Regions from separate parts of the Mus musculus genome. Here region 2 is linked to region 1. A link is a contact called in public HiChIP or PLAC-seq data. All regions are on one chromosome and are shown on one strand. The core of a region is the stretch at or near the end of the contact, and the rest is flanking DNA. Distances in the headings are between cores, read along the strand shown. Region 1 has its middle 100 kb from the start of Fam76b. Region 2 holds the start of Sesn3 (sestrin 3).

Region 1 (5,645 bases), core at 1,314-3,813:
CTGTCTCTGTCTGAGTACTGGGATTTCAGTAGATGCCACCACAGCACACTTGATAATCTGTCCCTTATCACAGAGTGTGTTACTGACCCTCAAAATGATGCCCAGCACCTTCATTAATGTGTTCATTCTATGGAGGAAGAAACTAAAGCCCAGGAGAACATGAATGGCTCTCTCAGGTTGCTTACTTTCCTCACAGATTTGAACTCAGATCTCAGGTACTTTCAGATCTCAGCACCATGTGGCCTCTCTGCATTCATAGAGCACAGGGGTCTTTGTTTTCTAGGATGCTCTTTGTTAATGACTTCTGTTGTGCTTCAAGTGAATTAGGAAACAAACATGTCGATTGTCTGCTTGTGAAAGGCAGCCCTGTGTGCTGAGCTAGGTAACTCAACCCTCAGCTGCTTGTCTTACCCATCCTCGAAGAGCACAGGTCCCAACAGGCTTAGTTTCTCAGCTTTTATCAACTTTCTTAGCCCACAGATTAGAGAATACAATTGTACAAAAAGCACGCAGAAGGACACAAAGACAGGAGACAAATATGCAAGAATGTGTATTAATGACACATGTTCTGCAAAACTATTTTTCAAGTATGTGTTGGTATTGTGAGCTTTACAGATGTCAAGACTAATATTATTTCTGCATTTAAATTATCAACTGTGACTAAAAGGTATCAGGGATTAAAGAATAAAAGTATGCCTCTTAAGCAGTGTCCACTGATTTACCTTCAGCTTCTTGGCTCTTTTTGCTCCCCTCTAACAAAGGACTAAGAATACTTGAAAGAGATAGAAGGAAGGCTCTGAGAAACAGAGGCTGGTGGCAACAGCAAAGAAACAGCAGGTGGGATGAGACCTTGAAGTGCCTGCTGAAGAGAGGAGTCACAGAAGAGAGAAAAAGAGGGGCTTCTGCCATCAGCACTCCTAAAGGAAGGGGCTGTAGAATGGAACGGGTTTGAGTCCATGTGAAGACCAAGGACAAGGAATAAAAGAAAATGAAAGGGTTAAAGTGAAAACACGTGACAAGTTCACTTGAGCCCTCCATACCCTAACACTGTGGTTTCTTTTCACTAAAGTTTTATTATTAATTAGGACGTGGGCTTCGTGCAAAGCTAAGCATGAACTTGGAGACTGATAAGCTGGAAGGCTACCATGGCCCCCAAGAGATAAGTGTAATAAACGCCCCATTAAAAAGATAACCTTGGGACACCATTTCACTGGCTCCGTGGGACACTGACAGTTTTGTACACAACTTAATTTCACTTCAGCATCCCTGAATCACACAGGACTTACTGACAGGAACCCAGTTTATTTTTATTATTTTAAATCGCTGATAAAATATAACAGCTCATAAGAAAACCTGTGCAGAAATTAACTGGCAGGAAAGTCACTATAAAGGAAGGAGAACTTGGACTGTGGGGTATACTTCTTCCAAACTCCAGGCCAGCAGGCAGATGGCAACAAAGTGTCTCATAGTTATTTAAAAATCTGCATTTTTCTTCCATTAACTACACAGACTTCCTTCTTCCAGTACCTCCGGTACCATTCTTCTTGCTTTCTTCATTGATAGTCTAAACAAGCCTTTGACATGTATGTATCTGTATATACATTTACCTGTTTAAAATGAGTTTGGGATGGCAAGATGGCTCAGCTGATAAAGATGCTTGCATGCAAGCAGGATGACCTGAGTTCAATCCCTGGAACCCACATAAAGGTAAAAGAAAAAACCCAACTCCACAAATCTGCCCTCTGACTTCCACAAGCATGCCACTATATGAGCTCTAAACACACACACAAACACACACTAATAAAGGTTTAATTAAAGTAAAAATGTATTTGACAATACTAATAAGTATTTAACAATGTCTTAACACTATGTTAAGTATTCTGTGAACGGAACATTATTTTTATCCTCACCTCTAATTCAGTTTGAATAAACTGAGGCCCCGAATAGCTATGTAATATTTTAGAATTATCTACGAAAAATGTAGAGCATTGTGAACTGACCACATTGTGCCATGTGTTTTCTGCTAAGGTATAAAAGCAGTGCCTCCCTGAGGGTCTTAGGAAATCATGGAAGCTAAGGTAGCTGCTAACCACAGGCAGAATGTGGAGCACTGTTAGAGAACTGATCTGTAATGTTCTTGTAAAAAGGCAAGAGTATGACATTCCCCATTTAATGGAGGAGACTGGACTCCAGAGAGAGCAGGTCCTCCCAGCCTGGGCAGAGATCATAAGACCCGTCAGCAGCCCCAGTGCAGTGGCTTTCTGAGGCTCCGTCTCCTTCCAAGCAGATGGCCAGCCTCGTTTGTTACACTTCTTAGCTCCAAGCTATGCTTCCAGCTGCCACTGTTTCCCCTTCGTCCTAGATCTATTTGGCTTTGAGATTTTTATCTTCATGCTTTTGTCTCTGACATAATGACAAGGCAATGTTTAAGTTGGGCTCTGGTTCTCATTTATTTTTCTGGCACTTGTCCCAGAGATCAACTAAAAAGAACAATGCATACACTCATAAGATGTCAATGGCTCGAGTCATGTCAGGACCACCTGACACTAGACTTCACGATTCCCTTCCTAACCACCAGCCACCTTCCCCAACAGTACAGCATATGGACCCTGCCTCTGTGGCTATGCCACAGCTTGCCCCTCATATGAGTTTTACACACAGACTGCTAGTGGCAACTAGTGGATGGCTCTAAACAGGAGCCGTGTGAAGAACAGAATCGTCCTGACACTTTGACACTGGCAGTCCTGTGTTTGAGACACGTAGAAGATGACAGTGTGGGACCCAAGACCTGCACCTTCTTTGTCAGTTGTTGTCACATGAGTGCCACCTTTTAGACTTCAACATGAGTCTGACATTGTACAACTTCAGTAACCCTAACATATTTAGGAGTGTTTGTCCCCAAGATCTTCACTGCTTTCTCTGGGGTTCTGGATAACGAACTTCTCTGAATGTCAATCTCTTCACCACAGTGAATGCTTTTGAGTCAGAACCCTCTGATCTTACATTATATCTAGGTTTGTCCATGGTTTTGCTGTCAACTTAGAGAAGGGAGCTGTTTTTTCCATGTTTCAGATGTACTTATCAGTGTTAACAATTCATTCAGGAGAAGATGACTAAGGAAGTCAAGAGTGGAGCAGCAAGCAGATGAGCAGAGGCCAGGCAGCACCTAATTCAAGCACTGCATTAAGAGCTTTATCTCCTCACCTCATGCACTTGTCACAGCAGCTCCAGAGAGAAGCCATTGTTGTCTCCTGTTAACAACATCACTGACACCTTGAGACTCAAAGCAAACTACTTTTCCAGGTCACTCAGCTAATATATGAAGAGGCCACTGTTTAAACCCATGTTTGTCTGGTGTCAAAATCTTGTGCACTCTCCCTCACACACCTCTGTACCTTCCCTTCTCACTGCGGTCCCTTGAAGTAAATGATGAAGAATATGTCCTTGATGTATAATCAGCTGGATAAATTGAAAAGAAATTTAAGTCAGTGCTTTTATGGGTTCTCTACTATGAGTGACACCAATGTGTGTGTGTGTGTGTGTGTGTGTGTATGTGTATGTATATATGTATATATATATATATATATATGCACGTGTATATATACATATACATATGTATAAATGTACACATGTGTGTATATGTATACATTTGTGTATATATGACTAATGTTCCTACCCATGTATATAACCATGTTCTTACACTTAAGAGGTCAAGCTTTGCAATAAGTAATCCAAGAAATTAAGTTTCATGAGAAGAAAGGAATTCTCAGAACCTAGCAAAAGGGATTAAAACTAGTTCTGAGACTCAAGAGCGCGTGCCAAGGAGGCAATATTTGAACTAACAAATAAAGGGTAGGAAGTTAACAAATAAATGTGAAAGGCTTCACTTCATTCATTGGAAACAGCATGTTTAAAGAGTGGAGGTAAAAAGACAGAATGTTATGGTAACTCACACAAGTTTATATGCTGATTGATTGATGCATACAGCAAAGAATGCATTGAACTTGAATTTGAAGAAGCTGAATGGGTATGGGTGCTCACTTTCACACACACAGTGTTTTGTCTTTGTTTGATATGTTTTGCTTTATTGGACTTGGGCTTAAATCCAGAATTTCATGAATACTGAGCTCCACATCATGGCTCTAATTTAAGTTTAGACTAGCTTTATGTTGGGTAGATAGTGCATGCCTATAGTTCAACACTGGGAGGCTGAGGTAGGAATATCATTTGAATTCAGAATTTTGAGCCACATAGAGAGACTAAAAATATAGTGGCCATGGATCAAAGTGAATTCTTCACAGTACATTCATAATGTCTGGAATTCAACTGAAGGTCATCAGACATACAGAAACATGTAAAAGTATGGCCCATGGTGGGGAAAAAAGTCAGCCAGAATCAAGTCAAAATGACCCAGAGAAGGACATTTAAACTATCTAGGTTGATGGATATTTAACTTGAGGCAAAGCTATTACAAAGCTCCAATGTAAGAAGAACGATGTTCTGAGATGGAAACCACATTGGACCAGAATGCAAGAAGAAATGTTACAGAAGTAGAGAATGGTCAACTTCAGTGCAGACCATTAAAACTCACATGAAATGATCATCAGATAGAAGATACAATGTGGACCCAAGAGCTGTGGGTGAGCTTATGATGGCCCAACTTAGGTAATTCTCACACCCAAAAGAGATACATAGTCAAGGAATAATAACAAGAAACACTCAAAATATAATGAAAATATAACTCCAAATTCAATATAATTCTAAATTCAAGAAACCCAATAAATGCTTTGCCCAAGAAATCTGAAGAAAATAAAATCTAGGCATATTATTGGCAAACAGCTGAAGGATACACACAAAACTTTAAAAAATGCCAAACAAGGGACATCCTGTGTGCTGTGCACAGAAGAAAACACAAGAGTGACAGCAGACTCATTGCCTGAGGCAATGGAAGTGAAAAAATGGTGGAAGGTATTCACAGTTCCAAAAGAAACAAACCAACGAGCTTTAACTTATCCAGTAAAAACATCATTCAAATAAACACGTTTCCAGACACCCAAAGGCTGAGCTCATCATACCACCCAAGATTTGCCTTATAAATTTGTTAAAGAAAAAATCCTTCAGGCAAGAGGTGATGCTAGATAGAAACCTGATCTATATAAAGAAATGAAGACTGACAGGAGCCTGATATAGCTCTCTCCTGAGAGGCTTTGCCAGTGCCTGGCAAATATAGAAGTGGATGCTCACAGCCATCCATTGGACAGAGCACAGGGTCCCCAATGAAGGAGTTAGAAAAAGGACCCAAGGAGCTGAAGGGGTTTGCAGCTCCATAGAAGAAAAAACAATATGAACTAACCAGTATCCCCAGAGCTCCCTGGCACTAAACTACCAACTAAAGAAAACACATGGTGGGACTCATGGCTCCAGCTGCATATGTAGCAGAGGATGGCCTAGTTGGTCATCAATGGGAGGAGAGACCCTTGTTCCTATGACAGTTCTATGCCCCAGTGTAGGAGAATGCCAGGGCCAGGAAGCAGGAATGGTAGGTTGGTGAGCAGGGGGAAGGGGGATGGGATAGGGGAATTTTGCAGGAGAAACTAGGAAAGGGGATAGCGTTTAAAATGTAAATAAAGAAAATATCTAATAAA
Region 2 (6,486 bases), core at 3,283-5,782, 340 kb before region 1:
ACAGGTAGAACCCAAGTCTCAAGGAAGTTAGCTAAACTGAAAGACCAGTGCCAAAGATTGAACTGTAAACATCTTCTAAATTATGAGAAGTAGCAGAAGCCACTTCACAAACTAAACCTTACATTGAATATGAAGCAGTAAATACAAAAATCAACAATTTTAATAAGTATTTTGTTACAAAGTAACAGCTATTTATATTACCAAGCTTGTGGTCCCAAAAACCAATACATGATATGAGTAGCTATGAACAGGGAAGAATGTTTTTATAATGGCCAGTGCCTTCCCAAACAATGACAAGCTTCCTAACCAATAAGGTAATAAAAAGCTCTAACTTATATAACCACACTGCCATCTTTGCCCACATCATCATCATCACCATCTTGTAACAAGAGTTATGATAGATTCCGGTATACTGAAATTATGAGTATATTTTTCAAATATCTATATTTTAGATTAAAAATATTTGAACATATACTTAAATATTTAATCCAACGAAAGCATTTTAATACCCTGAACCATCCTAGGGGTCCACAGAGAGCAGTTTGAAGAGCACTGCATCTAGCTTTGTTATTACAAATTCACTGCTCAATATCTGCATAGGATATTTAATATTAATTTTAAAACCATCTCACAATCAAAAATATAAAACACAAGACAGCTCACTAGCCAAAGGCAGAAGATGGTTACCCGTCCATCATGTAAGTAAATGTATTCCATTGGGTGAACTATATTAAATTTTTAATACTGACCATTTTGATTATATTAAGCAAGGCTCATAAGAGTCAAACTAACATTTTCTCTTTTATTTGATAGTCTCTTTAATTATATAAACATAAAAAAGTTATAAAAATACCAATTGCATTAGCGAAAAAATACTATAGCCACAGCAAGATGCATCACTAAAACTACTTAGAATTATACTAAAAATTTGAAACTTCACACCATGATGCTGCACACTTGTAATCTCAGCACTTGAAGGGCCAAAGCAAGAGAGTCAAGAGTTCAAGGCTAGCCTGAACTATACTGAAGATAGCCCAGGCTACACAATGAGAGCCTGTTTAGGAAGAAAGAAAGAAAGAAAGAAAGAAAGAAAGAAAGAAAGAAAGAAAGAAAGAAAGAAAGAAAGAAAGAGGGAGAGGGAGGGAGAGAGAAATTAAAATGTTAAATCCTTTCATGTATATTTCCATCTATGTTCCTATAGTAGTAATAGTTCAGCACTCACGTATGTGTAGTACGCCACCTTACTTTTGAACTGGCAGGGGAATGGGCTGACAGTTAACCTTATTTCCTTAATATGCTTTGCCATTTCATGTTTGAAATTAAAGATTAGATCCCTGTGGTTGTTACTGGAATTTATTCAGGTAAAATGCTTTATATTTCAAGTCTTGTTATGTTCTCAAAAGTAAACAGTATTTCCTCTTGTTAGAAAGTGCATTAAACTGTATAGTGGTGACAGAGCAGACAGACCTAGTGCTATAGATTGGATGCTCTTGCTTTCTCTTCTTTGTACTTCTATGACCCAAATCAGATACCAACTCAGATAGTTTCAATACTTTAACAATTCTCTTTATTTTCTAAGACACTGGACCAAAACTGTGAAGATACTTCTAAGGATAAACAAGACTCTCACACAACACAAAATTGACTGTTCAGACTCAGAGTTAAAACAAATTATTTCCTTTGAAGGTTAACTGAGTTCCTTTTAAGGTTTCTCCAGAAGCCATCATCTAGTGCATATACTGCTCACAGCCAGGAAAAGGCCTTCTGCCTTATATAAAGGTAAAGGCATTTGCTCCTTATTGATGACAGTTCTGATAGCCAAGGGTCATTGATGTGGATGCAGGAGACACTCATCATGCTTCCCAGCGATCCTCACCCCACTAAAACCAATGTGCTTGCTTACTGCTGCACACTAGTATACGGAAGCAAGAAAACAAAGAATTGAGCCGTGATGGCTGTAGACTTAACTTTCTATCAAAAAATAAAAACGTTAGAGTTACAAGTAAATTTTTGTGTGGCATTTTTAGGATGATGAAGCCTTTAATGCTAGATACTGATTTCTTACTAGAGTGTTTAAGAATGGCAATCTCATAAAGCTTCAAATGTTGCCAGATCATGTCTAAACTGGCATAAACAATTCTTTTCTCATCTAAACTCATTTCATGCCACTACATGAGTCAAAATTAAACATCTTGTAGTTACTGAAAACTGGATACTGGCAGAGGTGTGCACAATTATAGAATAGAAAACTGTGAATGCCCACTTTGCACATACTTCTTATAGTTATGGTTGGAAGTAAGATGGTCTACCTAGGTAAACAGAGATATTAGTTTCTTAAAAAACTGGAAGAAAAACATAAATATGTCAGTAGTGCTAGTGATTCATGACACTAATCAAAGCTCTTTCAAAAGAAAAATAAAAAGGTGCAAAGCTGAGTCTCTATCTCAAGCCAAACAAATGCCATTCATTTTAAATTTTTTATTAAAAATTTTAATGTGGCCGGTCGGTGGTGGTGCACGCCTTTAATCCCAGCACTTGGGAGGCAGAGGCAGGCGGGTTTCTGAGTTTGAGGCCATCCTGGTCTACAAAGTGAGTTCCAGGACAGCCAGGGCTATTCAGAGAAACCCTGTCTCAAAAAAACAAACAAACAAACAAACAAACAAAATCAATGTGCTTCCATTGAAATAGAATCATATCACTTAAATAAATTAGTTATAGCACTGTTCTCCACATTAGGATAAAAACTTCCTTTCATTTTAGCAGGGAGAAAGTTGAATTAAATAGGTTTCACTGGCCCTGTTTCTTCTGACAAAGACAGTTTCAGCTTAAAAATTAAGAAACAATAAGTTTTAAAGCCTCTATTCAGATGCCATGTGGTCCAGCAGTGAAAGAGTTAACATTCAACGTCGCTGAACCAAGCAAGCTTCTGATCCATTCCATTTCTCACAAGCTGCCCTACAATGAGCTGAGCAAGTATCAACTGTAATTTGATCCAGGAGTTTATGGGGAAAAAAATAACTGCACATACTCAACATGCACATTTAATAAAAATCTTTTTTAAGAGAAACATATCCAATAAACACAATTTAAGGCGTATTTAATTGTTTGATTAACTTCAAACCTGCAATTCCTTTGCTTTCCTGACGCTCTCAAATAAAATAGGAGAAAGGAGGGGGAAGAACCAGCTCCACGGCAGGGAAAAGAGGCTTGAAAAACAACTTTGATTGGCACTTGGCCTGACCCACAGAGGAAGAAAAACAGTTTTTGGACAAAGAGCGCAAATATTTGAGCTTGCTTATTTATGTGCTTGCTTGTTTTTCCTAGGACATAAAGAGCAATCCTAAATTGACTGTAGATAGGAAAATTGACAAAAACGGCACCATATTCATCTTAGCTCTCAAATATGCACAGCTCAGCAATTTTAATTCATTGGTGCTGGACAAACAGAAACACCTCACCTAATGATTTCATTTCATGCAATGTAAAAATAAGAGTGTAAAAAAGAAACAGATTATATTAGTCAAGGAGGCTATTCAGATCTTATTAAAACCTCTTCTGCGTCTACAGGGACATTTTGTCATCCTTTCTCTCCCTGCATCCCCATCCCCCACGGGGCGATTAAGCCAAGTAAGCTAAACAATACTGGAGTAAACTTTCTATCAGTCACTCTGGAAAGCAATAAGCCAATCCTGGGTCGGATTTTCTCGATCGACATCGCGGTGGGGGATGATAAGGAGGGCGAACCCAAGTCGTCTTCAGCCTCCACCTCCACCAACCCAAGCTGAAAGCGCTGGAAGATCGAACAGCATTTCCTATGGGTATAAAGTTCAAGATGCCTTCATGGTGCCTTTCGGGACCCACCAAGAGAATGTCAAGAGGCGGTGCCAAGGCACCGTAGGCCTGGCAGAAGCGACCCAGTCGAAGAAAACACCCCCCCAGAGTCAGCCACCGGGGAGAGGCAGCCAGTCTCCTGCAGACCAAACTGGTTGCTGTGATTTCAGGCCAGCCTCCATCCCCAGCCGAGCCGGTTCCTCCCAGCATCCCAGCATCCCTTCAGCCTCGGGGCAGACCCGGCGGCAGCCCAGGGGCCGGGCGCAGGGACCCGCGGGGGGACACTTTGCCTCTCGTCCCCCCTCCCCCGCAAGCGCCGCCCGGACCCGGACCGTGGGGAGCGCCTCGCCGCCGGACGCGGCCGCGCCGTACCTTCCGCAGCACTTTCCGGCAGTTGGTGCAGAGCAGGTAGTTGGCCGAGGCCGACGCGCTGCTGCCACCGCGGTTCATCGCGCCGGAGCCGGGCTGTCACCGCGGCCGCTAGCGAAGGGCTGCTTCAACGTTCTCTTCTCAGGGGGTCGGGCGGCAGCGACGGCGCAGCGGCTGCCCGCGCGAGCTCGGCGGGGACGGCAGCCGCGGCACTCAGCGACCCGTTGTTCCTCCCGCCCCCATCGCCAGACCCCCGCCCCGCCAGCCAGGACGAGCAGCCGCGGCCGTCTCAGCTTCTCAGTGCGGCCCCGCCCCCGAGGCCCGCCGCCTTCAGGGCAGCCGCGCTGGGCACCGCCCCCTCCCGCCAACCAGACGGCACCGGCAACGCCCCCTTCTGCACCCGCATCCAATGAGTGGCTCCGGCCAATCGCGGGAGGCGAGAGCAACACGAATCTCCGGGCAAGTTAAGTTTATCTCCGAGGCTCGATGCTGAAGAGTGACCCTGGGTTAGTTAGGTAGTGGGGTGGGAGGGACTCCAATCTACCAATGAGAAATGGAGGTGTGGTGTATGCAAATTATCAGGAACTCTAGCGCCACCCTCAGGACAAGCCACGCCTCTCTGCAAAAACCGTGCAGAATGGAGAGTGAGATTAAATAGCTGGAAGCTAGAGCTCGCTAGAGGATCTGAGACCTAGCTAAACATTTCCTGATCTCTCGGGAGTGGGCCGGGTGGACGCTAGAACGTTCCTTCCTCCGGGGCAGAGATTCAGCTTTCTCTCCATGGATCTAAATCTAATAGCTGTGAGGAAGACTGCGGTCTTGCAGCACTTTGCTCCCACAGATCTCAAAGAACTTTATGTTCTTTATGCACTCTGTAAATCTGGTACGAAAGACCAACTACCTACGGCTGTAGAGTTAGAAGTCTACACAGCTATTGGAGTTGGAGACCCGGAGACACATCTTTGGTTTAGGGGTTTTTCCCTCTCTCCGACGATCGTTCTCACAGCAAAGAAAGTTCGTTTATCATGAACAAGTCAGAGATTGATACACACACACACACACACACACACACACACACACACACACACACACAAATCCTGTGGGAGGCCTCTGGTTAGAAACTTGCAGAGCACAATCCCTGCCTGTGATGGAAGGTTTTGAGTACGAATTGCCATTTAAAACGATTGGACTGGACCTTCCTCTCTCAAAACTGACAACGGTGAGTCAGGGTTTAGCTTCTATGTTCTGGAGACAGAAGGCATAAGTCACTGAGGAAAGCTCCGGCTGGCCAGATGCCCAACCCAGGCGAGTGAGAGAGCCAGGTACTCCGAGGGGCCAAACACCAACCCCGGACTGCAGACCAGACTCTGGCTGCCTGCTCCCCAGTGAGAACAAAGGCGGTGCAAAGCGAGCACCTGATTGGCTCAGGGTGCTCACCGGTGTCGTGGAGCCCATGATAGGGTGCTTCTGCTACTGGCGCAGAGCACCAAGCTCCCAAGAACTGCAGTTCCCCAGCCGGCCTTGGCGGTGACCACACCGCACTGCGTGCTATGACATCACCTGTTTTCGCTCTTGAGAACCTAATCTGTATTCTCGGCTTCTCGTTTTCTAAAGGTCTCGAGTGTGTCAGGAATTGTGAAGGCCTGCAATTTGTAGAATGTATCTGTGGAGATGGTTTTAAAGAACCGACCCACTGGTTTACTTGTATTGTTTTTCTTGTATTGTTTTTAATTTAACATACTACCCTGTGTTAGGAATTTTGTGTACTATGATGTAAAATCGGGAAGGCGCTGTTGGAGAAGCCTGCACGGTTAGCATAACAAAGCCATTAGACCAAACTGTTGTTCAAACTACCAATCTCTTCCATACTCAACATCTGTCTCCACTCCATCTCTTTAGAGACCTACACCTTAAACAAGCCTACACAAAGAACAAAGGAGATGAAAATCTGCCCGCACAGGTTTAAACAGACTGAACAACCTCAAGGGTCTATCTAGGTGATATGGTTAGGTGAAGGTCCATTTAGCTAGTGATAGCAAAGTGTGGTCTGATGCTGGGTAGACCTCCATAGTCTAGAACAGCAGTGATTTGGGTAGGTTGCTAAAAATTCAGTTAAAAGAAATGGTAAAAGTTGCTTGGCATGGTGGCGCACGCCTTTAATCCCAGCACTCGGGAGGCAGAGGCAGGCGGATTTGTGAGTTCAAGGCCAGCCTGGTCTACAAAGTGAGTTCCAGGACAGACAGGGCTATACAGAGAAACCCTGTCCAAAAAAAAAAAAAAAAAAAA

Evidence for each region. HiChIP or PLAC-seq counts read pairs in DNA pulled down with a chosen protein or histone mark.
Region 2: an H3K4me3 HiChIP or PLAC-seq map of the SCID.adh cell line shows a contact between it and region 1, with 10 read pairs. The contact joins the promoter of Sesn3 here to the enhancer-like site in region 1. A contact is called at or near these places in 14 of 39 promoter capture datasets (the 3T3-L1 cell line, the C10 cell line, the HPC-7 cell line and 9 more), 1 of 484 Hi-C or Micro-C datasets (bone marrow-derived macrophages), 12 of 115 datasets of contacts at active chromatin or transcription factors (CD8 T cells, the SCID.adh cell line, bone marrow-derived macrophages and 9 more) and 2 of 9 other capture datasets (adipose tissue and macrophages).

Annotation. Positions count from the first base shown.
Region 1 is chr9:13,929,044-13,934,688 of GRCm38.p6, reverse strand. No RefSeq gene overlaps it. Among named protein-coding and RNA genes, the nearest start is that of Fam76b, 100 kb to the right of the region's middle. Within about 2 kb of position 2,563, at least 14 of the 459 cell types and tissues checked have an H3K27ac peak or open chromatin away from gene starts, as enhancers often do. A contact at or near this core is called in the SCID.adh cell line, where this site is marked.
Region 2 is chr9:14,274,347-14,280,832 of GRCm38.p6, reverse strand. It overlaps Sesn3 (sestrin 3), which reads right to left and starts at 4,532. Exons shown (of 10, transcript NM_030261.4): 1 at 4,204-4,532. The coding sequence starts at 4,281.